Regions from separate parts of the Mus musculus genome. Here all the other regions are linked to region 2. A link is a contact called in public HiChIP or PLAC-seq and promoter capture Hi-C data. All regions are on one chromosome and are shown on one strand. The core of a region is the stretch at or near the end of the contact, and the rest is flanking DNA. Distances in the headings are between cores, read along the strand shown.

Region 1 (2,854 bases), core at 296-2,795, 620 kb before region 2:
GGGTTACAGATCCCTTTATTTAGCTCCTTGGGTACTTTCTCTAGCTCCTACATTGGGAGCCCTGTGTTCCATCCAATAAATGACTGTGAGCATCCTTCTGTATTTGCCAGGCACTGGCATAGCCTCACAAGAGACAGCTATATCAGGGTCCTGTCAACAAAATCTTGCTGGCATATGGTTGGTTTTCACAAGGATGAGTTTCTACAAGGCAGCCATGCTCCAGGCTCCCTCTTTCTTGCTGTTTTGTCATGTGTTCCCATCATCCACCATGGCCTGAAGTATCCAGCAAGCCTTTCCTACACTCAAGCAGATTCTGAAGTTGAGCTATCACTATTTATTATTTGAATTATTGGGGATGGAGCCCAGAAATTTGGACATACAGGGCAAATGTTCTACCCATGATCTGTAGTACCAGGCAAGTATTATATTTGCAAAACTCCAAAACTGAGAGATAAACAACCCTCCTTTCTTAGTTAAAGCCCAACCTCAGGTACTTCATTATAGCAACACATAGTGGAGTAAGACAGGTGATGAGGACTGAAGTCACATTGAGCCTCAGTTAGTGTGGATGTGACATCATCTGGGTCCTCCATTGAGACCCTGGCTGAAGTTGCCTATGTGGTATCTTCAGGTAGTGCTTGGCTCACTCATGGAGAGGAGTTGAGTATCAAGTAGAAGTATCATAAAGCAGTCTGCAGAAACTGCATGGCTTACTTGACCTCATCTCAGAATTACAGTGTCATTTCTACTGCATGCTGTTTGTTACAGTGAGTCTTGAAAGCCAGTCACATTCAAAGGGAAGGATCGAAACAACATAACAACAACAACAACAACAACAACAAAACACAGACAGGTCTTAAATTCAATATGAATTTCTGTCCTCACACAGAGGAGGGAACCAAGGCCTGGAGATCCCAAGGCCCCCACATCTTGGCTCACACAGCTTGCCAGTTGAAGAAGGGGGAACTGAAAGCAGTCCCGCTAGTGCCCAAAGCCTGTTACTGAGCCGCTGTGCGACCCTGTCCCCCAAAACCAGAAGAAAGAAACTAGTAAGCCCTTTAAAAGCAAGGCAGGGGATTCTGCTAAGGGAGCTGAGAAAATCTGAGCAGTGAGGTCTGCACTGTGTGGAAGGGTCTGAGGATGGGTGCAGAGCCTGAAGAAAGGTGCAAGAGGAAAGCATTCAAGGCACACACAGGATGTGTGCGGTTGGGAACACACACATGATCCCTGACTGCTGGGTGAGCATAAAGGACAGAGAGCTGGATGAAACCTGGCTATAAAAGTGTGTCAGTGCCAGCCTGATGCCTTTCTTGTCTTTCATCTCTGACTGAGCAGCATCAGTAGCACACACAGCTTCTTAGCCTCCATCTGGACCTCTCAAATTCGAACCAATAGAGTTGGGCTCAGCATGCTGTTTTTGCAAGCCTGCCAGGTGATTCTGATTCTGACATGGATTTGAGACACTCCGTTCTTGGTACTGGTGCAGGCGACTACCTAGGCAGATCTGCCTACTGTGGTGTGCTGAGCCTATTGCAAAGAGAGAGCAGACTGTGCGTGTGTGTGTGTGTGTGTGTGTGTGTGTGTGTGTGCATGTATGACTAAGGCTCATCTAGAGCAGGAGGGGGGGGCAGTGGTAGGCTTGGAGAGTGTTTGGTGAGGCACTGGATATTGAGGTTTGGCCCTCCAGTGAGAAAGAGTGAGAGCCACCCTCACTGCCCCCTAAAAACTCACAACACAACATTTCTCTGAATCTCTGAGCCATATTGCTCAAGAGTCAGAGCATAAACAGCTCTCTGGGTCGGGTTACAGGGCTGGTTTCCTGCCATAGTATCAACCTACCTACTCTGCATTTTGCCTTTGGCAAAGCATGGCTGGGTCACGCAGTTTCTCTGTTTCTGAACTGCACCACTGACTTTCATAAGCCACATATGCAGACTGTTTTAAAAACTAAGATAAATGACAGAACCTGGAAATTGAAAACATTCTTGGCATAACGCACTTGCTACTTTTAAAAAATCTCTTGTTGTTATCCATCATGTATTCATTCAAAAGTTGTTGTGCACAAAGTAGGTACAAGACCCTTAGAACACAATCAAGGTCTTTGTTGTGCACCTAGTAGGCACAAGGATCCAAGAATGGAGTCATGGCCTGCTCTCTGGCCTTTTCCTTCTTTGTCCTTCTGTGAGATAGAGAAAAACACAGCTTGGAGTTTAGAATTGGGATTCAGGCATTAAGTTTATGATATTGTAAAATCCCATTTTTAGGCACTCTGGGTCACTTAAGAAATGGATTGAAGATCTGCCTTGCATGTCTCAAACTGTGTGAATCACAAAGAGTCAGAGTAAGGGCGCGGCTGGAGAGCAGTGGGGGCTGTGCACGCGCAGCATCCTCCCTTCTTCCTTCCCTGTCACCTTCTGTCACCCCTGTAGGGTCCTTGGCTCTAAGCAGAACACTCCCTTGCCCAGCTCCATGCCCCCATGTGGAGCCCTACAGATGCCATTCTCTTTCCGGCCACTCCTAGCTGGCTGCTGTTCCAATTCAGCAAAGAACATTAAAAAAACCAGTTCAAGGGTCCACTGCACATAAGCAGATCTTTCTGTTTCTTTGCATTCTTTACTGGGAATTCTCACCAATGTGGTTGATAGAGTCGGCTTATTGATATCTAAGGAATGTGTCCCTCTGTTACATAGGAGGCCCCCGAGAGTTCTGGAGTATAGAGGAAGTCTCCAACAGAGGGGAGAGACAGGACAGAGCACATAGCTGCCAGGGTGCCTGGGTGCCTGAATAGGGGATGGGAGCAGGAAATGCAGAGGCCCAGGTCCCTGAGCTCAGTCTTATAGGACTTTAGGCCTTA
Region 2 (3,145 bases), core at 44-2,543:
TTCGATTCCCTGTAGGAAAGGGTGAGCCCACTCATACTAATGATTCTCTGACCTCCACAGGCACAGCAAGACACCCCTCACATCCACACACTAAACAAAATGGGATCTTTTTTTCCCAAAAAATACGTGTACCCAAGTCCTCAAGGCTGTTAAGAGAATCTTTGCAGATTTATGAAGGAAACATGAGTTCTTGTCTCCCCTGATGGCCCCCTTTTCCTACCGATGCTTTGTCAACTAAAACTTGTCCTAATCCCACATCTGGTCTCACAGAACAGAGATGTCCTGTGAAGTCAAATATTTCATCCAGTCTGACACATGTAATTCTGGGAAAGGAACAAGGGCACTGCAAGAGGAACATTTCTTATGGTCTCTTTCATTCAATAGGATAGCTAAATCTACCAAGGGAAGACTCTGGGGGAGGCTCACTACGAAAGAAGTCAAGTCAGGGCTCCAGGGTGAGACTAATGTCCTTTAGAAAAGCTATTAGAGGCAGGCAGTGGTGGTGCACGCCTTTAATCCCAGCACTTGGGAGGCAGAGGCAGGCGGATTTCTGAGTTCGAGGCCAGCCTGGTCTACAGAGTGAGTTCCAGGATGGCCAGGGCTATATAGAGAAACCCTGTCTCGAAAAACCAAAAAAAAAAAAAAAAAAAAAAAAAGGCTATTAGAAATGCATATAAATAAATGCAGTCGATGGACGTTTAAGGCATCTTAAAAGAGATTTTATTGAATGGATGCTCAATTTCATCCACGCCCCTCTCAGGACCAAAAGGGCTACTCTCCCATCTCTAATAACTAATTTTAGAGTGTTCAAATCTCAACCCTTGTGTCATTAACTTCTTCAGTTAGGAAGACAATGTTAGTGTCCACTCAGGGAATACTGTTCCCTCGAGTTCCCTTGGCTCAGAAAGTCTCCCGGGCCCCGCGTAGGTGCCCTATGGGGTCCTGGAGCCGTCGGACCTGGGCTCCCCACAAGTGAGCGCCCTGGGTCGTACAACTAGTCGGGGTAGTACCTAAACTCCGAAGTCCTGCAGTGCCTCGTCCATCTTTTGGGTGAAAAAAAACTTATTACACGGACCAGAGAGTATTCCTGATTCTTTGTCCGAAATACTTGGTCCCGGCTCCTATAGGGAACCCTGAGTCTTCTGCAGTTTTAACGTCATAAGCATTCCCAAGCTTCAACCACCGCTCCTCCACAGGACGGCGCTCCCCAACAACCAGAAGCAGCCACCGCGTTTCTGCCGCAGCTCGGTCGCGGCGCTTCCCACAGTGCCTCGGGGCGCGCGCGGGCTCCTGGGAGTTGTGGTCCGGCGACGCGCAGCGTTGCAGCGGCTGCTACGGGCTCGGCGCCGGCTTTGTCTGTCTGCGGGCGCGCGCCGCTGCGGTGAGTGTTGCTGAGGCCGGGGCTGTGCGCCCGAGAGAGGGGGCTGTGTCTTGAGCCTGCTGCTCCGGCCAGGGCGCGTGAGCAGGCCAGGCTGGCCGTCCGGGCCAAAATCGCCAACCGCAGACAAGGGTGCGCTGGTCGGAGAGCGGGTGGGCCGCGGTGTGCTGCGGAAGGGTCCTGCTGCAATGTCGGGGTCCCTGGGAGGCTGGGGCCCCGCGAGCGTGGGAGGGGCCACAGGAAGGTCCAGCTAGGCCAGGAGAGCAGAGTTCACGCCTAGGGAGAGAGCCTAGCAGGGAGTGGCGTCCAGCGTGGGGGGAATTCATCCTCACCCAAAGCTCCTAATCGCACGTTAAATTGCCTCATTAGATTTTTCCCAAACCCTACAGATCACCCTGTCTGTCCTCCAGCCCTCTCTCCTGAAAAAGCACCATTTTAGGTCTTGGATTTGTAGGGCGTGTCTCAAATGTAAGAGATCCCTCACTTTCTGGTCCTCAGTTCTTCCGAGAGCTAGCTAATTGAGATAGTGTTAACTTGTTTACTAAGAGAAGAAACTGGAGTCGGGGCTGTTAGGTTGTTCTGCTACAGGGCATACACCGAGGGAAACAAGGCAAAAAATTCAAGTCTCTCGGGGCCTAATTCTGAGCTGTGGTAACATTTCTGATAGGAAAAGCAGCGTTTTGTGTTACGAAATCACTCTCTTTCAATATCTTCAAGAATTTGATTGCTCTGACTTGAACAGGTTCTTCCTTGACAATTTCCTGTTGTCAGTTGTCCTGCTATTAATCAGGGAGTCTGGAGACACAGCTGAGGCATGTTGGCTACTTCTTAGCAGGTAGAGGAGTTCAGGTATCTACCGTGTTCACTCATTTTGACTTAACCATGTTCTCTAGACACTCCAGAGACAAAAAAGTCCAGCCCCAGGGAGTAGCTACCATGTGCTTTTCTTTGTGAATCACAGGGGAGTTTTGTTGGCTTTATTTTTAATCAATAATATCTCTAAGTGAATGCATTTGCAGCATGACAGGGGACCCCTTTATAGCTTGTGTTCCAAGTTGGAAGTGAATCCTTCAAAGATTTCTTGACATCAGGCTATATAACTGAATGGATAGAAGGGTTAGCTATTTGGTTAATAAAATAGAAAATCGTACCATCAGATTGCTAATTCATTAAGCTAGGAATCCAGCATTTTGACCAGACATACTGAAACAAAGATTATACTGTACCACTATGTAAACAAAGTGTACAGATTCAGGAATTTGATCCTTAAATAAGCATTCCATGGGGGGTGGGGGGAGGGAGTGGTGGTTTGGGTTAAGAGCCTACTAAGAATTACCAGAAGGTAACAAGACCTTCTTTGTTAGGTCCTTGTAACTTGAGGGGAGCTGAAAAGGAAAGCTGGAGCTATTTCTTCCTAACACCAGTCAGGAAGGCTGGTGTGCTGACTTCTTGCCTGGAAAGTAGAGAACCCCAATTTTTTATCAAGACCAAATGCAAGCAGAGCGGCCCTTACCTGGGGACTAACAGTACAGTAGGCACTCCTACTTCTCTGCTATCTGTTTCCCTCTGCCTCCTTGCTCCTAGATTCATTTCTGTTTGGTCAGTCCTGCTATCTTCCCCACCCCCACCCCAGCCCACCCTGCCCAAACATTTATTTATGATTATATGTAAGTACACTGTAGCTGTCTTCAGATACACCAGAAGAGGGCATCAGATCCCATTACAGATGGTTGTGAGCCACCATGTGGTTGCTGGGAATGGAACTCA
Region 3 (3,088 bases), core at 319-2,818, 880 kb before region 2:
TTCTGTCTGATTTAATCGGGTGGACTGACATGGGGTGAGACAGAGGCAGCAAGATAGAAACTGCAAGCAAGGGAATAGCAAGTGCTTAAAGTCAGGCACTTCCAAAAAACCAGGAAAGGGTTTGTCAAGCACATACTGTGGATTTGGGGTTTAGCTTAAATAAAACTAAGCTGACTTTGGTACCCATAATCTACCTCATCAAGACTGACGAACATTCTAGGGTTAGAGCCCTTGGTTGGGGGTCACTGGGGCAATCAAAGGAGGAAAAGAAAACACTGACTCTTGGGGAATCCCCATCCCTAGCTATTTTTAACTACGAGGTATATGACTGACCTGGGCCACAAAACTGCCTGTCCTCGTGGCCCAGGGGCCTTGTCAAGAGCTTTTTCCCACATCATAAAGTACATGAATTCTCATTTAGTCTGTATCACATCCCCTTTTTAACATATTAAAAATTGTGGTTATCTCAAAATAGTGTCCTTCTGATTTGGATTAGAAATGTATGTAATCTTTACATAAGGAAAAAGAAAAAAACAGAACCTATAGTAGGGTGTACAAAATATTCAATTCCAAGTGAATTAAAAGCTAAATAAGCAAATTTAAGAGAAAATATTTGGAGCTAAGAAAGGGAGGGAAAATATTTTTTAATTAAGATAATATTTAATTTTGTTTGTATGTATGTGTATTTATATGCATTGCATTCATGCATACATGCGTGTGTGTATTTGTATGTATGTGTGCATGTGTATCTGTGTCAGTACTCATGTGTGTGTGTTCGTGTTCAGAATCCAGAACATGGCATTGGATCCCCTGGAACAGGAGTTACAAGCATATATTAGCCATTAGTGGGTGCTGGGATCTGAACTCGGATCCTCTGGGAAACTAGAAAGCTCTCTTTCCAGCCCAGAAAAGGTTATTTTTTTTTTTTTATTTTTGTAGAAAACTGCAACATTAAAAAGAATATAAAAGAAAATATATTAATTTACCTGTACCTTAGTTAAAAGCAGGTTGCATTTCTGGCTAGGGTCAAGAGAATGATAGCAAAAACAAGCAAAAAACAACAATAGTTATACCTTAAACAGACAGGTCTAAAATTAAACAAAATTATCAACAATGAGCATTTTAGTCTCTGGAGAGTGACTGATGCCAGGCCGTGTTGGCACATGCCTTCAGTCCCAGTAGGGGCAAACAGATCTCTGTGAGTTCAGGACAGCAAAACCCTGTCTCAGGGAGAGGGGGTGGGGGAAGAGGGAGAGAGAAAGGGAGCAGGAGCAGGGAGAGGAGGGGAGGAGGAGAGAGACTTAAAGCAAATCAGCATGAAGTTCCACTGGAAACCTGAGCACAAACAGGGGCTCCTGCAGCTGGAAGTTGCTAGGGCTGCTCAGTGTGTGGACTTACCAGGGCAGTGCTGGCCATGAACACCAGAAGATTTGCTGCTGTAGGGGCTAGGGACTTTAATTAGATTTGGGGGTGAAAATGAATGGCCAATGGTGTTTTTAACAAAATAAAGATCGAAACAGGAAAGGAGTGGCCCAGAAGAGTGTTAGCCTGGCACTATTGGTCCAGGTAGCAATTCCTGGCAGAACAGCCTGGAATTTCAGGGAGATATTTTGGCAATTAGAAAGCCATAGAAGACTTTCAAAGGCTCAGTACACTCTCATGTAAAACTGGAAATGCTATGTGCAGACAGAAGACACTAGAAAGCCCAGGAGAAATACAGGCCAGGGTCCTTCTGGTACCTGGCCAGTCCCAAAGGTGCAACTCCTCCTGTACATCCATCCACAGAGATTGGAAGTCCCCCACGCTTTAACATTTTTCCGAGCACAGACCCTCCCTACTATTCAGATGGGGAAGGGCGGGGGTGGACTAGCCCCCCATTATATGGCATCAGGGGCCATATAATGTCAGGGAGCCTGTCTGCAGACAATTCCAGACTGGTTAATAAACAACTACAGAAACTCTCAAGGCAGAAAGCTTCATAGCTCTTTTGATATATCATTAAACATTCCAATATCCAATAACAAAATAAGTATAAGATGTGAAGAGGGAGATAAAAAGAGCCAAGAAGTTTGTAAAAATGTATAAAAACAGTGAACGGAAGTGGAATATAAGTACTGCGAGCACACTTCTCTGAGCATATAAAGACTTCAATTCGTTTTCTGCTAGAGGATTCAAGATCATGTTTAAAGAGGTAAAGGAAAATGTAAGGACAGAAATCTCACAGCTACTGCATCTTTATAAGTAAGGAAATCAGAAAGAGAAACAGGTGTTAATCATAACAGTTAAGCTGAAAAAGATCACTAAAAGATTTTTTTAAAGGTATTTGAAACGAATTCAATGATTGGTTCATCGCCATTTATGTTGTGTAAAATCGGAGCGAAAACTAAGGTAAGAAAATGGAGAACCAGGTATTTTATGGGACAGCATCAAACTCTCCCTACAGTATACGTTCCTCAGCAGTGTTGGAAAGAAAAGCATCTACCACCTCTGCCAGTGACAGCGACTAGGCTCAACTGATGGCTTCTAGATGGCTTGGGTGAGATTCCGTGGCCCTTGTGGTTACAAATGTTCTCTTGTTCGTTACTGCACAGCAAAGGCACACTGTCCAATCCCTTTAAGAGGAGCATCTGCCTGCCTCGCTCCCTTCCCTGTCGTGGTTTCTCGAGGTTGAAGTGCAGGGAAGCGTTGATTTGCGGTTACGTTTGGACTTGGCGGTCCTTTCCTGGGCCGCTTGAGGAAAGAGAGAAGGCCAACTGCCTGCCTTATCAAAGGGACCTCTACTCACACATCTGACGTGGGTGGGAAACGGCTCTGACAGAAAGGGAGACTGTCTCTCTCAGGTCTTCCTAACTGGAATGTGGCTTTTTGTTTTATTACAGTGTTTGCCTTTCTAAACTTTTATGTCACCAGAAAAAAAAAAAAACATTTAAAACACTAACATATTTTAAATATGCAAGTTTCATTCCCAATAAAAATAAAATATATTTCATATTGAGATACTAAATTATCATCTTATAGTGGAGCTAAATTTAAATTTTTTAAATTTAAATTCTTAAATTTTTTTTTAAGATAGAAAGTATTTGTGTCA
Region 4 (2,789 bases), core at 23-2,522, 640 kb after region 2:
CCTCCGGTCAAGCCTTGACAGCCACACAACAGGTTTAGATCCCTGTAATTGACTGGCCTCTCAAAACAGGCTGAAACAGGGGGGTGGGGTGAAATTAAATTACATCTTAATGAACTGTTGCATGGCTGCCAAATCTAGCTTTGAAACAAATGAAGCTTTGAAACAAAATTACCTTCAAAAATAGCAATTTGAAGCCACATGGAGTGAGGCACACTTCTAGCCCCAGCACTGTAAAGGCCGAGGCAGGCAGATAGCAAGATTAAGGCTGGTTTAAGCTATAGAACGAGAGCTAGACCAGCTTGGACTACATAGTGAGACATTATTTCAAATAAATACATAAATAAAGTCATTAATTAATTAGACAACAGTTTTAGTACCATATTCCCTAAAAAGGTATATCGTGTATATAGATTAAAAACAAAAACAAACAAACAAAAAACCAAATGCTTAATTCCAGTCAGCCGGGTGCATACCAAAGGCCTAATGTATAAGGCCAGATACAAATGCGCCAATCATCAGCCTTAGGAAATCTCCTTCGTAACAGAGAACACAAATGAACAACAGTTCTCATCTTTTAGATCTGTCTCTGCTGGACGGGGTGGCACACACCTGTAAACCCAGCATCCTGGAGGCTGAGGCAGGAGTTTCAACAGCTCCAAACTAGTCTGGAGCTCCAAGGCCAGATCGACACCCCACCCCCAATCTGTTTTACTTCTATTCCCTTAGAGGGTGAGTGTATATAATTCCCAGATTCTCAGGAAAATTTAATACTGAAAGACCTTTTTTTAAAAAGCAATACTGTACTTCCAAATAACTGTTCAACAGTCTAACAAAGGATAGCTGAGGGATATGGGGAGGGAGAGCCTTAATTAATCTCTCACACTAAGGGATCCAGAGGAGGCTGGAGGAGTTTTAGGAATAGAAGACTCCAGGTATGATCAAGTATGCTTCAAGGCTGTGTCCTCAGCGGCTGCACGGAAAGCAGACGCAGACAGGACTGCGTGGAAGAGACAAGCCCGGCAGAGTTAAACAATAGAGGATTACGACCACCCGCAGGTACTGGGTAAACCAAACAGCCTCTGTGAACAGCTTTGAGGGGCCCAGATGAAAGGACCTGGCTCTGCTGGAAAAGCAGCAGCCCGCCCTGCTTGTTCCACAGCACTCTGCAAGACTGCCCTGCTCCGTGCGCCCTGAGCGATTCTCACCTCGGTGACAGCGGCCTCCGCTGCAGATGCCCGGGGATGGCTGAGAAGCGGGAGGACGCCGACGTGGCGGGAGGACAAGGCGAGTGGGTGCCACGTCACCCGGGCGGTGGCTCAGACCCGCCTGCCTCCCGCTGATGTCCCCTCCTCTCCCCTCCCCTTCCCTCCCCTCCCCTCCCCTCCTCAGCCCGCCCAGCGCGCTCCTCCCGCCGCCGCCCCACAGGATCGCGTGCTCGCTCGCCCGCCCGCCCGCCGCAATCGGAGAACCCCTCAAATCGGGGGATGCCGCGGGGCTCGGTGTCCCCCGCAAGACGAAGGACAAAAGTTCCTCAGCTGACAGGCGAGGGCTCTGCCCATGCGCCTAACGGCCCTCCTTTCTGGACTACGCTTTCCAGAAGCCTCCGCGATGACTCCGTGTGTGATCACGTTATGAAGTTTGGCTCTGAGTACCTCACTGTTGAGCGCTGCGCTGCTTCCCTAAGGCCTGATCTTTAAGGGGATGATTGAACAAGCAATGGGCACCCTGCGGAGTTAGACAGAAGGCCGTCAGAGGGTGCGCAGTGTGTACGGTGGGGTAGCTTAAATACTTGAAGTTTACATCCAAGGAGCTTGCAATTTTGTCTTAGGATTACTACCTTTCAAAACTATGTAAACGATAACACGAAACGCGAGAAACTAAAAAAATATGTACAGTATATATAAACCAAAAGAATACACCAAGTAAAGTGCCCTACATGTTAGTCCCCGCCTCCCCCTGGCCAAATTTTTAAAGTTGTATCCTACCGATGCAGAATGCCATTCTTATCCTCTCACTAAGAACGATGTCCTGAATATGTAAAACAACTTGTATATGTCCTTGGCCATAACTTTAGTCCGCACTGTACTAACCTTAGAAATATGGAAATATTACATTCTTCATACGAAAGTTACAATTTTTACACATAAATGTATACATATAGCATATATGGTGCCAGAGCTTTTAAGATCAACGACTGAGCCCCGGGCAGCCATAAGGACTCAGACTCATTGACTGGTCCTCAAAAGGCCAACTTAAGAGACAAGGGGACCAAACAGCCTGCAAGGTTCAGGATAAAGGTATTGTTGGCACAGAAACACAGCTCTTGCCTCTAAGGGGATAACTCTAAGGGGTTATTGTGAACTGAACATAATGATGGTCCTGGAACATAGACTTAGGGCACCCCAAATTTCCTTTTCCAACGTGCAAGCTGCTTCCCGGGGCTGTTTTATTTTGTGTATATGGGTTTGGGCCTGCATGTCTGTGTATCATGTGGGAGACATGCATGATGAAGCCAGAAGGGGGCATCTGATCCCTTGGAACTGGAGTGACGATCAGTCGTGAGCCATAATGTGGCACTGGGAAATGAACCCCTGGTCCTCTGGAAGTGGACCCAGCACTCGTCACCTCTGCCCCATCTCTTTGGTCCCTTCACAGAGCCTTCAGAGTAATAGAACAGAAGAAGTCATCAATGAGGACACTCACACACACTGGCGGAAACAATAGATGGGCAGGGTAAAACCAAATGGGAAAGTCTTGGCCTCAGACGCTCTCAGATGACACTCATAGCC
Region 5 (2,998 bases), core at 11-2,510, 950 kb before region 2:
CTGACCATTTAAATGATTTGTTTTTATTATTGTGAACATCATCACATAAGACTTATGTCTACTTCGGATTGTCTCCTCAGAATGCATTTTGAATTTCTGAGTCACAGGACTTGATGCACTTAAAGGTGTTTCTGTGTCCCAACTTCCTCTTAAAAACCAAAGGCAGAGGCAGATGGCAGTCTGAACTTGCTGGTTGGTTCCTTTCAAATCTCTGATAATACAGTGACAGAACATTCTGGTGAGTACTCAGGCTGACTACGTGCTGATTGACCGTCTATATCTTCATTACCTCCCTGTTTTTGTTTTTGCTATATATGTGTATGTGTGTGTGTGTGTGTGTGTGTGCATGTGAGTGTGTATGTGTATGTGTATATTTTGCTTGTGTTCTGGGACATCTTGCTTTTCTGTCATTATTTGGTAATGGCTTTGTGTTTTGCAATGATTGACTTTGAAGAGTAAACAGGGCACCCTGTCCTTTTTCTGTTTACCTACATTTTGGAGTAAACTTACATTCTTGGAGACCCATGCCTAATAGGTAGAAATGGCCTACAAACCGCAGTTTAAGGCTAGGGTGTCATTGGTTGTAGTGTTCACCTGACACGCAGGAGACTCTACAATTGATCCCAGCACCTCAAACACGGCAGCACCAAAAAGAGCTCCAACTCACTTTCTTGAAGAGAAGGGAAGATGTAGTGGAGTCAGAGAGACAGTACTGGTCTCTATTTCTATCTATGTACTACTATCTTGTGATTTGGAATTGAAATAGCAGCTGGAAGCATGGCCCTGCTCACCCACCACTGCTCTTAAATACAAGCAATGTCTGGCTTAGACCACTTTGTCCAGTGCACTTTTGTACAGATGAAGAAGCTTAGTCACATATGTACTAAAAAGGTGCTAAGAGTATGCACCACTGGCTGGTCAAAGACACAGAAGTCAAGTGTCCTTTGGACCACGACTTTGCAGGTGATGATCACACACCTTTCTATGGATTCCTTTTGTCCTGTGAACAATCATGAACATGTTCTGTTTCTAGATTTGCTGCCCATCCTCAATCATGACATTTGCGGAGCTTTGGGCAGTGTGAACAACCAAGTACAGCTGATACTTCCTTCCTGTGGTTGAGAGCAAAGGTACCTTTGTTGTAGCTTCTAGAGTCCCGGATGGCAGCTTGTTCCTTTGGGTCTTCAGGGTCTCCTCTGAGGCTAGAGCCTGAGGCCTGACTGCTTTGTGATTCCTCTTTATTGTGCAGAATCCTATGAGAGTGGAGCCTAACTGAGCTCCTGGAACCCATCCAGAGCCTTGTGGGAAAGCCGCAGTGAGGCTGGTGCCAAATGGGCTTGTGTGCAACTTGGACGAGAGCCAGAGATCTAAAGATGTCTGAATTCCTCTGAACGCATCCTTTCAGTGGACATTTCCCAAAGCAAGCCTGGCCCCTCAGGATGACATTTCATTAGAACTCAGTTTCTTGGCAGTGTTCTCTGTAAATGTACGAGGGAGTCTACTTCAAAAAATGAAAATCTGGAATATATCTCTTTTCGTAAAATTGAACTTGCAGAGAATTTCAAAGTGGCATGAGAAACTGGGGTCTTGGATTTATTAATGGTGCTGAGCCACATGTCATGGTTGACTGCTTAGGACAATGGGGTAGATTCGCCACCCTACTCAGATTGAAATCATCTTGCTTCAAGGTGTGAATTTAGGACTGTCAGGTAATTTGGGAAGAAATCGTTCAGGAATTTCGGATTGTGATACATATATCATCCTTAACTAAACTAATGTCAAGCACTTCATATACTAATGAGTTTCAGATTGCAAAAATAAATACATAAAGCTTCCATTGTGCATAAATTTACAAATATCCCATAGTTAGACTGCTTAATATATGACTCATATTCCTTTTACACGTCCTGTTTCAAAAGCATGAAAGTATACGTAAGTGAGAAAACACCAGCTAACGTCAGAAGTAAAGTGACCTTAGAGTCACTAATAGCTTTTCCAGTTATAATTTAAGTAACGTGGAGGGGTTTCCCCTAACAATGAGGTTTATTTTTCATTTTTGAGTCCAGGTTTATTTGTAAAATAATTTCAAGGCAATTTTAGGAACTTTTCAAATGTCATATATTCCATTGTACAGTTAAGCCACTGTTATCAAGTGGAAAATAATATTAATCAGAAGAAAGTCATGACTTGAGCCAACTGCCATGGAACCGAGGGATTCAGAAGAGAACGCTCTTGCATGTTTACTGTGAAACTCTCCTAGGCTATGTATTTACACATACCAAGGGAGCAGTAGAAGGGAATAGATAACAATCAGAGGAGCCCTTGCTAGCAAATATCTGCTTAGATAATATTGATCATGCTAAAGTAGCTATGGTTCATCCTGGCTGGCCCAAATATCAGTTCCATGTTTGCTAAAACAAATTCCTCCATTTCTGGAACTCTTCCATGAGAACCTGGGAAAAACCCTGTGCGGAATATTGTGTGCCTTGCACTGGCCATGACACTGATTGCCAACTATCTGCTTACAGTAGCATCATTCTGGACATCCAGCTCATTAAAATGAAGATGTCAAGGTTTCTGAGCTGCTCATAACACCACAGTGTGCTTTGGACCAACGAGCAATTGTCAATTAGATGAGAATTATGTATGGTTGCTGTTTATACCCGTTGTAGCAACAGAGTACAAAGTTCAGAGTTCAGAGGTGACCAAGGAACATTATCCTCATCTCTTCGTTTACAATTTACATTTTGATTTTAATATTGTGATAATTTTAGTTATTGTTAGTAAAAAGATTTAATGAACTGTCACAGGGCAGCAGGCATTGAATGATGTGGAATGCGCATGAGATGTACATAAAAGTGAGGATCAGAAAGTTTCCGTTTTGTTGGGTGTGTAGCTAAAGATACATCACTCATACCCCTTGGCCCTCTGCATCTGTATCAGAAAAATGAGAACTACAACATCTGCCTCACTTGGATGTGAAGAGCAATGAAGCAAT
Region 6 (3,092 bases), core at 226-2,725, 770 kb before region 2:
CTATCTATCAGTTCTGGACATTTGTCTTGCCATGTCTCATCAATACTGTATTTACCTAGTGCTCACACTGGATTAGATATGATTTTTTAGTTATTTATTTTCTTTTATGTGTGTGGCTGTTCTGCTAGCATCTATGGGTGTACAGTATGTTCATACAATTCCTCAGATGCCAGAGAGGGCACTGGATCTCCAGAAACTGGAGTTCTAGGTGGTTGGGGACCACCATGTGGGTAGTGGGAACCAAACTCAGATCCTTTGCAAAGGCAGGAAATTCAATCACTCAAGCTCCCAAGATAATAGAACTGTAAAAAGAGAAAAAGTAAAGTGAGACTAAAACGATAGGCTACCCCATTATAGGCTTCTCTTCTTTGTACATATGACAGACAGTAAGAATATTCAGGAAATTGACTTGTCAGAGGATATTTAATAATAACACAAGAGTATACATGTTGAAAACTGAATAGAATTTCATTTAGGAAAGAAATTTCCTGGAAGCACACAAGACCGTGTGTGCCTGCTGTACAAGCAAACATGATGAGGACACGGTGGGAGCCTGGAGCTTAAACAGCTCGCAGCCTAATGGCATCTGATCTCCATGAGCTAAACCTATGGGTGCTTGGACCCATGCAGCCTGCTCTATGCCTGTCCACTGGGTGAAGCCCATGCATGCTTGGAGAAAGTCAGAGCTGGCAGCTACAAAAGAAGAGCAGTATTGATTTACTTATTTTGACTCCCATTCAAAAGCAACAACCACAAAATAAAAGTCACTTGGCAAAAATGGAGTGAGTGAGGAGGAGAGCTGACCTCCTAAAACAAGGATGTGATGAGCCATGTTTACTCACAGACCATCTGCAGGGCTGTCACAGCGAGGATGGGATGCTGAGCGCCAAACTGATGTTGCGTGGGCGTCACTTGAACATTTGTCTCTCTGGGCAACAGAGAGTAGTAACAGATTGTTCCGATTGAGACAAACCTTTCCCCTACTTTTTTGCCCAGTAACTTGCTTAAGTTGACACGTTTGTTGTTTCTCCTACACTTGACAATGACATCTGGGGAACACTCATTATTCTCAATATTTAATGTAGAATTAATGCTGAATTAATTAAAGTTGTGCTTCAGGCAGCTTTACTTATCTCCTCTAACAATAGCCTCTCCGGCTGCCATCTGACTCACTCAGGGTGGAAATCAACAGACACTTAGTGCATCACTGATACAGAAAAAGTGAAGACAGGGAATTGCACTCCCAATTCCCACCAATGGGCTATCAGCGTTGTCCTCTCTACATGTAGTTTTTGCGGACTCTGAACGCCATCCCCATGACTTTGCTTCTTGGAAGTGTGGGTGCTGTGCAGAAAGGATGTCAGGAATGTGTTTAGCAGATCATCATGAAAGACTTCTAGGGAGACTTGAGAAACAGTTATCCTAGCACAGGGACTGTGAACAGTCAGAGGCAGCCTCCTGAGGAGAAAGGATGACGTCAAGAACTCTAAGGGGGAAAAAAGTGATTCATGGAGTCACTGGGAAATAAATGGTCTTAACCACCCACCTTCTGAGAGAGTGACTCGACGGATCGTGCTGGATACCATGATGAGAAGTGACATCGGTGTTCATGATCTTCCCTGAAGAAAAGTAAAATGATTGAAATGGTGAATATATTATTTGCTAGTTGTGCTTTAAAAACGCCATCAGAGCTGTTACATCGTTTGTTCTTTGAAGCATCTTGAGAAGCAGACAGTTTTATTTCCAGTTCAGACAGAAGGAGAATAATAAAAGGAAAATGTTGAGTTTCTCCAGCGGGCAAGTCAAAGCTCGCACACAGACTGTGTCTACATCCTTCTCAGCCACTGTCTGTAACTTGAGTCTCGATCATTACCTCATTGGCTTGTTGTGAAACAAGTAATTAAAACAATGCCTAGAACTTACTGGATGATGCACTGTGGGCTTCTATTATAGTAGAACTGTTAAAAACTGTTCTGTGAGGTTAATTTAACTTGAACAGACTACTCCAAAAACACACTGCCAATGCAGGTAGTGCATACATTAAGGCTAAAATCTAAGCTCGTCTCAGGATCAAAAGAGAGCTCTGGGGAGATAGAAAATCTCTTGGGTTTTGCTCTTCCATCCCAAAGATAATAAAATTTTTCTTAAATGTCAGTGTAGTTACAAGTCTACTCACAATGGGCTATTGCTGCTTGTAATTGAGAAAAACTAGAGTGACCACATGCTGTCAGTAAATAAGTGATACAATAAGCCCAGGTCCAGTCACAAATAGACCCATCAGAAGCACCAGGAAATGGTGGGAAAATCTCCACCTTGTTATTATGCTTGTCGTGGATATTGTTTGAAGTGAGCAAAGCAAGACTGACAAGAACACATGTGCATGAGACAACTACTCATTCAAAAGCAAGGCAAATAAACACATACATATGATCGATCAACACATACTACAGATAATACAACCATACAAATATATTGCATAAACAATACAAATGTCAATACAAATATATTACAAGAGGATAAAGTAGAGAATTTTTTTGTGTGAGAATTTAGAAAATACTAACACATTAGATGTAAAAAAAAATTCTCAAAGAACAGAAGAACGTGTTCAGCCTGATCGATCTGATATAGAAGCCAGCTCACATTATGCCTGACAGTGAAGACAGCCTGCTGTCCCTGTGAGTAGACAGGACAGGGCAGTTCCTACCTCTCCATTCTTCCAGCCAGTGAAATAAAAATCTCATATGGTGTGAATTGTCTCCAGAAACCCATCCCTTACCATTGCCAAAAATACTTCTAGAATGACAACAATGGACTTTGTCATGGTTACAGTATATAAGATAAACATACAAAGACTATACTTCCACATCAAACACATAGAAATCAAAATTAAAAATATGCCACCTTCTACAAATGCTTACAAAACAATTAATCAACAGAATATGCACAAAGTTTATGGCTAAACGGTAAAAGTTACCAATGAAAGAAACACAAGACCTAACTCCATGAAGAGGCTCACCCATTTCCTGAGTTGGAAGATCCCTTGGGAGTAAAAATTCCAAATCCTCCTAAGGTTTTTGCCAACTTCTAATACT
Region 7 (3,095 bases), core at 481-2,980, 720 kb after region 2:
ATTTTAAAAAGCTCAATGTTAGAAAGTATCCTGAGGATACACTACAAACCTGCATTCAATCACCAATACACGGATACATACACGGGTGTGTACACACACACTCACACACACTCACACACACAGTGGTTCTGCAGTCGTTCCTCATCTCTTTGTTTTGTTTTGGTACTTTTCTCACTGTGTTTTCTTTTAGTGTTTAACTTATATTCTATCAGGGATTTATTTTAGTGACATAGAAATGTTGCTAGTTTTCTCCAAACAAGTCAACAACCATTTCATTCCTAAGTGTTTGTTCCCTACTAACTGGGGTGTCACCAGAATCAACTTCTAAATTCTTTTTTGGTTTTTTTGTTTGTTTGTTTGGTTGGTTGGTTTTTTCGTTTTGTTTTGTTTTTTGAGACAGGATTTCTCTGTGTAGCCTTGGTTGTCACGGAGCTCACTCTGTAGACCAGGCTGGCCCCGAACTCAGAAATCCACCTGCCTCTGCCTCCCAAGTGCTGGGATTAAAGGCATGAGCCACCACTGCCCAGCAATATCTAAATTCTTACATATACTTGATTGGATATGTTCTGGGTTTTCTATTCCACCCTGCTCACTGCTGTGTCTCTTTGGCTGCTAGTAAACGACTGACTTGTGAAAACTAGTAGTTTTATCCTTTAGAAAGTTTTTTTTTTCTCGTCTCATCACAAAATCAAAAGCAACATAAGAAACTCAAAATTGTTAAAACGCTGACGGTCGGGTTTGGCTTACGTTAAATTGATCAGGATATTCAGAGTTCGAGTTCTGGGAATTACCAATCTTTGACTCGAGAATATGGAACTATTTTCCCACTTCAAAATGCAGTAAAAACAAACCAACCAACCAAAACCATTCACACAGGTGTACGGCAGTGATAAGATGGATCCTGTATGTTAGTGGAAGAATTTTTAACCTTGAACAGAAACATTTCTCCTATTATGTATTTCTACAACATAAAACTTTCTTATATGTATGCAGAAAGTTAAAATGTTAGTTAACTCGCTTTACATTGCCAGTGAAGGGAACTGTCAGTGGATCAGAAACCAGCTGAAGTGTTTTTTGTTGCTGTCCTTGCTGTTCATACAGGTCAGGGCTTAGACCCCACTAAGACTTAGGCATTCAAAGCCAGGTGGGAAGAGTCAAGCTTCCTTAATGAAAGATAGACTCTCTGTCTTCCAGCCCCAAAGCCAGACAAGGTAGGTGCACGCTCCCCCACCAGCTTCGTCCCGCCCCGCTAACTGGCGGGCCATTTATTACCTGTCCTTCTTGTCTCTATCGTTCACGCCACTTTTTCCAAGGATAAGGATATGCTGCACTTTGGCTACATCTCCCACGCTTGCAGCCTTGTGGATCTTGCCCATATCCTTGTCGTGAATATGGTACCTGGGCACGTGGGAGCCACTAGCACTCTCGCGTCCAAAGCCCACGCAGTTGCTGCGCGGGCGGGCAGAGGGGCCTAAGGGCGATGGGCCCTTACTCCTGAAGCCAAAAATCTTCTTCATGGCAGAGGGTACGCCCCTCACAGGCACCTTCTTCCCCGCGCAACGTTGGCTGACAACACAACGCAGCTAGGGCACTTATTGAAAAGCCGGCCTAGACGCACGGGATCCCACCGGGAAAGACGCTGCATGGCCCGGCAGGTTTTTAAAGCACAATAATCGCCAAGCCGAGCTGCAAACTAGCAACCCGCGCCTTCTTGCTGCCGCGCATGCTCACACAGGCCCAGCAGCGACCAGTGCCCAGCACGCGTGCGCACGGCCAGGCTCCGCCTTCTTTGCTGTTCAGGAGGTCAGGGCGCTGCAACCTAGCGGGTTCTCTAACCCGGGGTTTAAGGCGGAGGTGGGCAGTGTGTTGTTTCCAGAGGCCCGGGTTAGCCTCGGTTTGGGCGTGATCGCTGCAAGGCTTCAACAGGAATGGGGGTCGCTCAGCAGCGTGGAACCCAGACCCAGTACTCCAGGACTGCGGGCATTGAGGGCGCCTGGCAGATGGGCGCAGAACCTTCTGGAGTCCGGCCTCCCTGCTTAGCTTTGGCCTTGTGTTTCAGTGGCAGTTAAACCTGTTGGGGAGCAAACCTATTGGACTCTAGGTAGGCGATAATCAAAAAGTAAACTACAAACAGCATGGATGGAATCGTGGCGTGGAAGAGTAAGGGAAGAGATTTTGTTAAGCTAAGTAGTTTGGGAATTAGTGCAATAAATGATCGTGTTTCACAGCCTAAAGAGTCAGTATATGAGTTAGACAAGCTGATGGGAGGTAAGAAGAAAAGGTTGTCTGCATTTGGGATCTGAATGAAACGATATGATGTGTGTAAATTTTTGGTTTTGGACCTGGAAAAAGTAATACTTAGTAAGCAGTTTTCCAGTGTAAGTGTTCACCTTGACGTTTTAAATTGTTAATAAATTTTGTCAATCTAAAGCCACAACTCACCTCAAAGGGAATAAAATACCGTTCGTGCCTAATAGGACCTCCAGTGGCCGCAGGAACTACCTCAAATTCAGGCTACCTCAAATCCTGTTTCATGTTCCAATTTTAATAGAAACGACAACAAATCAACCCACTTTTCAGATACGTCGGTGGGTACGTCAGGTAAGTGGGTTTTGTGTTAACACCCCTCAGATGGCAGTTGATGAATTTCTTACCCCCTTTGGCTGATGGAAGCTAGGAGTCCCAGTGGACATTCCAAAGGCTTTACCTCCTGGACATAAAGAAGCTAGGTCCCACGCACAGGAGAACACGATGGCTCAATGTGATTTGCTTCTGGACTTGCAACGTTCAAAACTTGCTACGGCAGTAGTTCAGATCAGTCAGTTCCTATGGTACAGCTTCTTTTTTTTTTTAATTTTTAATTTTTTATTAGATATTTTCTTTACATTTCGAATGTTATCAGCTTTCCTATCCTACCCCCTCCCCCTGCTCCCCAACCCACAGGAATCCCACTTCTGCAGTGTGGATCTGTAATACATGCTGTACTCAATGGAATGATTCCACAGGTTTTTGATTTGACTATATCTTTTGTAATAAAAATTGAAATAAATTCTATTGCTAATTTTATCTTTGTGTGTGTGTGCGCGCATGTGTGT

The links. Promoter capture Hi-C pulls out the DNA fragments that hold promoters and counts their contacts. HiChIP or PLAC-seq counts read pairs in DNA pulled down with a chosen protein or histone mark.
Region 1: an H3K27ac HiChIP or PLAC-seq map of acute myeloid leukemia shows a contact between it and region 2, with 11 times the contacts expected there. The contact joins the enhancer-like site here to the promoter of Zfp637 in region 2. A contact is called at or near these places in 5 of 39 promoter capture datasets (the 3T3-L1 cell line, the HPC-7 cell line, cranial neural crest and 2 more), 1 of 15 datasets of contacts at CTCF or cohesin (the NIH/3T3 cell line), 2 of 115 datasets of contacts at active chromatin or transcription factors (acute myeloid leukemia and embryonic forebrain) and 1 of 9 other capture datasets (embryonic stem cells).
Region 3: a contact with region 2 is called in a promoter capture Hi-C map of hippocampal neurons, with 6 times the contacts expected there. The contact joins the enhancer-like site here to the promoter of Zfp637 in region 2. A contact is called at or near these places in 9 of 39 promoter capture datasets (the 3T3-L1 cell line, the C10 cell line, cranial neural crest and 5 more), 3 of 484 Hi-C or Micro-C datasets (brown adipocytes, embryonic fibroblasts and nephron progenitors), 4 of 115 datasets of contacts at active chromatin or transcription factors (embryonic forebrain, embryonic limb bud, fibro-adipogenic progenitors and 1 more) and 2 of 9 other capture datasets (adipose tissue and embryonic stem cells).
Region 4: a promoter capture Hi-C map of liver shows a contact between it and region 2, with 2.8 times the contacts expected there. The contact joins the promoter of Zfp9 here to the promoter of Zfp637 in region 2. A contact is called at or near these places in 3 of 39 promoter capture datasets (the 3T3-L1 cell line, liver and pre-B cells), 1 of 484 Hi-C or Micro-C datasets (muscle stem cells) and 2 of 9 other capture datasets (liver and pancreatic islet).
Region 5: a contact with region 2 is called in a promoter capture Hi-C map of hippocampal neurons, with 4 times the contacts expected there. The contact joins the enhancer-like site here to the promoter of Zfp637 in region 2. A contact is called at or near these places in 7 of 39 promoter capture datasets (the 3T3-L1 cell line, embryonic stem cells, hippocampal neurons and 2 more), 1 of 484 Hi-C or Micro-C datasets (embryonic fibroblasts) and 1 of 115 datasets of contacts at active chromatin or transcription factors (the NIH/3T3 cell line).
Region 6: an H3K27ac HiChIP or PLAC-seq map of embryonic fibroblasts shows a contact between it and region 2, with 10 times the contacts expected there. The contact joins the enhancer-like site here to the promoter of Zfp637 in region 2. A contact is called at or near these places in 5 of 39 promoter capture datasets (the 3T3-L1 cell line, cranial neural crest, embryonic stem cells and 1 more), 1 of 484 Hi-C or Micro-C datasets (embryonic stem cells), 3 of 115 datasets of contacts at active chromatin or transcription factors (the NIH/3T3 cell line, craniofacial prominence and embryonic fibroblasts) and 2 of 9 other capture datasets (adipose tissue and embryonic stem cells).
Region 7: a promoter capture Hi-C map of erythroid cells shows a contact between it and region 2, with 8 times the contacts expected there. The contact joins the promoter of Ankrd26 here to the promoter of Zfp637 in region 2. A contact is called at or near these places in 5 of 39 promoter capture datasets (the C10 cell line, erythroid cells, liver and 1 more), 1 of 484 Hi-C or Micro-C datasets (memory CD8 T cells) and 1 of 115 datasets of contacts at active chromatin or transcription factors (pancreatic cancer cells).

The regions. Positions count from the first base shown.
Region 1 is chr6:117,217,681-117,220,534 of GRCm38.p6, forward strand. No RefSeq gene overlaps it. Among named protein-coding and RNA genes, the nearest start is that of Cxcl12, 51 kb to the left of the region's middle. Within about 2 kb of position 1,546, at least 30 of the 459 cell types and tissues checked have an H3K27ac peak or open chromatin away from gene starts, as enhancers often do. A contact at or near this core is called in acute myeloid leukemia, where this site is marked.
Region 2 is chr6:117,839,888-117,843,032 of GRCm38.p6, forward strand. Zfp637 (zinc finger protein 637) reads left to right here and starts at 1,294. Exons shown (of 3, transcript NM_177684.3): 1 at 1,294-1,381.
Region 3 is chr6:116,960,518-116,963,605 of GRCm38.p6, forward strand. No RefSeq gene overlaps it. Among named protein-coding and RNA genes, the nearest start is that of Gm36873, 170 kb to the left of the region's middle. Within about 2 kb of position 1,569, at least 3 of the 459 cell types and tissues checked have an H3K27ac peak or open chromatin away from gene starts, as enhancers often do.
Region 4 is chr6:118,478,001-118,480,789 of GRCm38.p6, forward strand. Zfp9 (zinc finger protein 9) reads right to left here and starts at 1,273. Exons shown (of 6, transcript NM_011763.2): 1 at 1,206-1,273.
Region 5 is chr6:116,894,006-116,897,003 of GRCm38.p6, forward strand. No RefSeq gene overlaps it. Among named protein-coding and RNA genes, the nearest start is that of Gm36873, 100 kb to the left of the region's middle. Within about 2 kb of position 1,261, at least 30 of the 459 cell types and tissues checked have an H3K27ac peak or open chromatin away from gene starts, as enhancers often do. A contact at or near this core is called in hippocampal neurons and liver, where this site is marked.
Region 6 is chr6:117,070,611-117,073,702 of GRCm38.p6, forward strand. No RefSeq gene overlaps it. Among named protein-coding and RNA genes, the nearest start is that of 2810048H02Rik, 80 kb to the right of the region's middle. Within about 2 kb of position 1,476, at least 37 of the 459 cell types and tissues checked have an H3K27ac peak or open chromatin away from gene starts, as enhancers often do. A contact at or near this core is called in the NIH/3T3 cell line, adipose tissue and embryonic fibroblasts, where this site is marked.
Region 7 is chr6:118,560,541-118,563,635 of GRCm38.p6, forward strand. Ankrd26 (ankyrin repeat domain 26) reads right to left here and starts at 1,731. Exons shown (of 34, transcript NM_001081112.2): 1 at 1,273-1,731. The coding sequence starts at 1,517.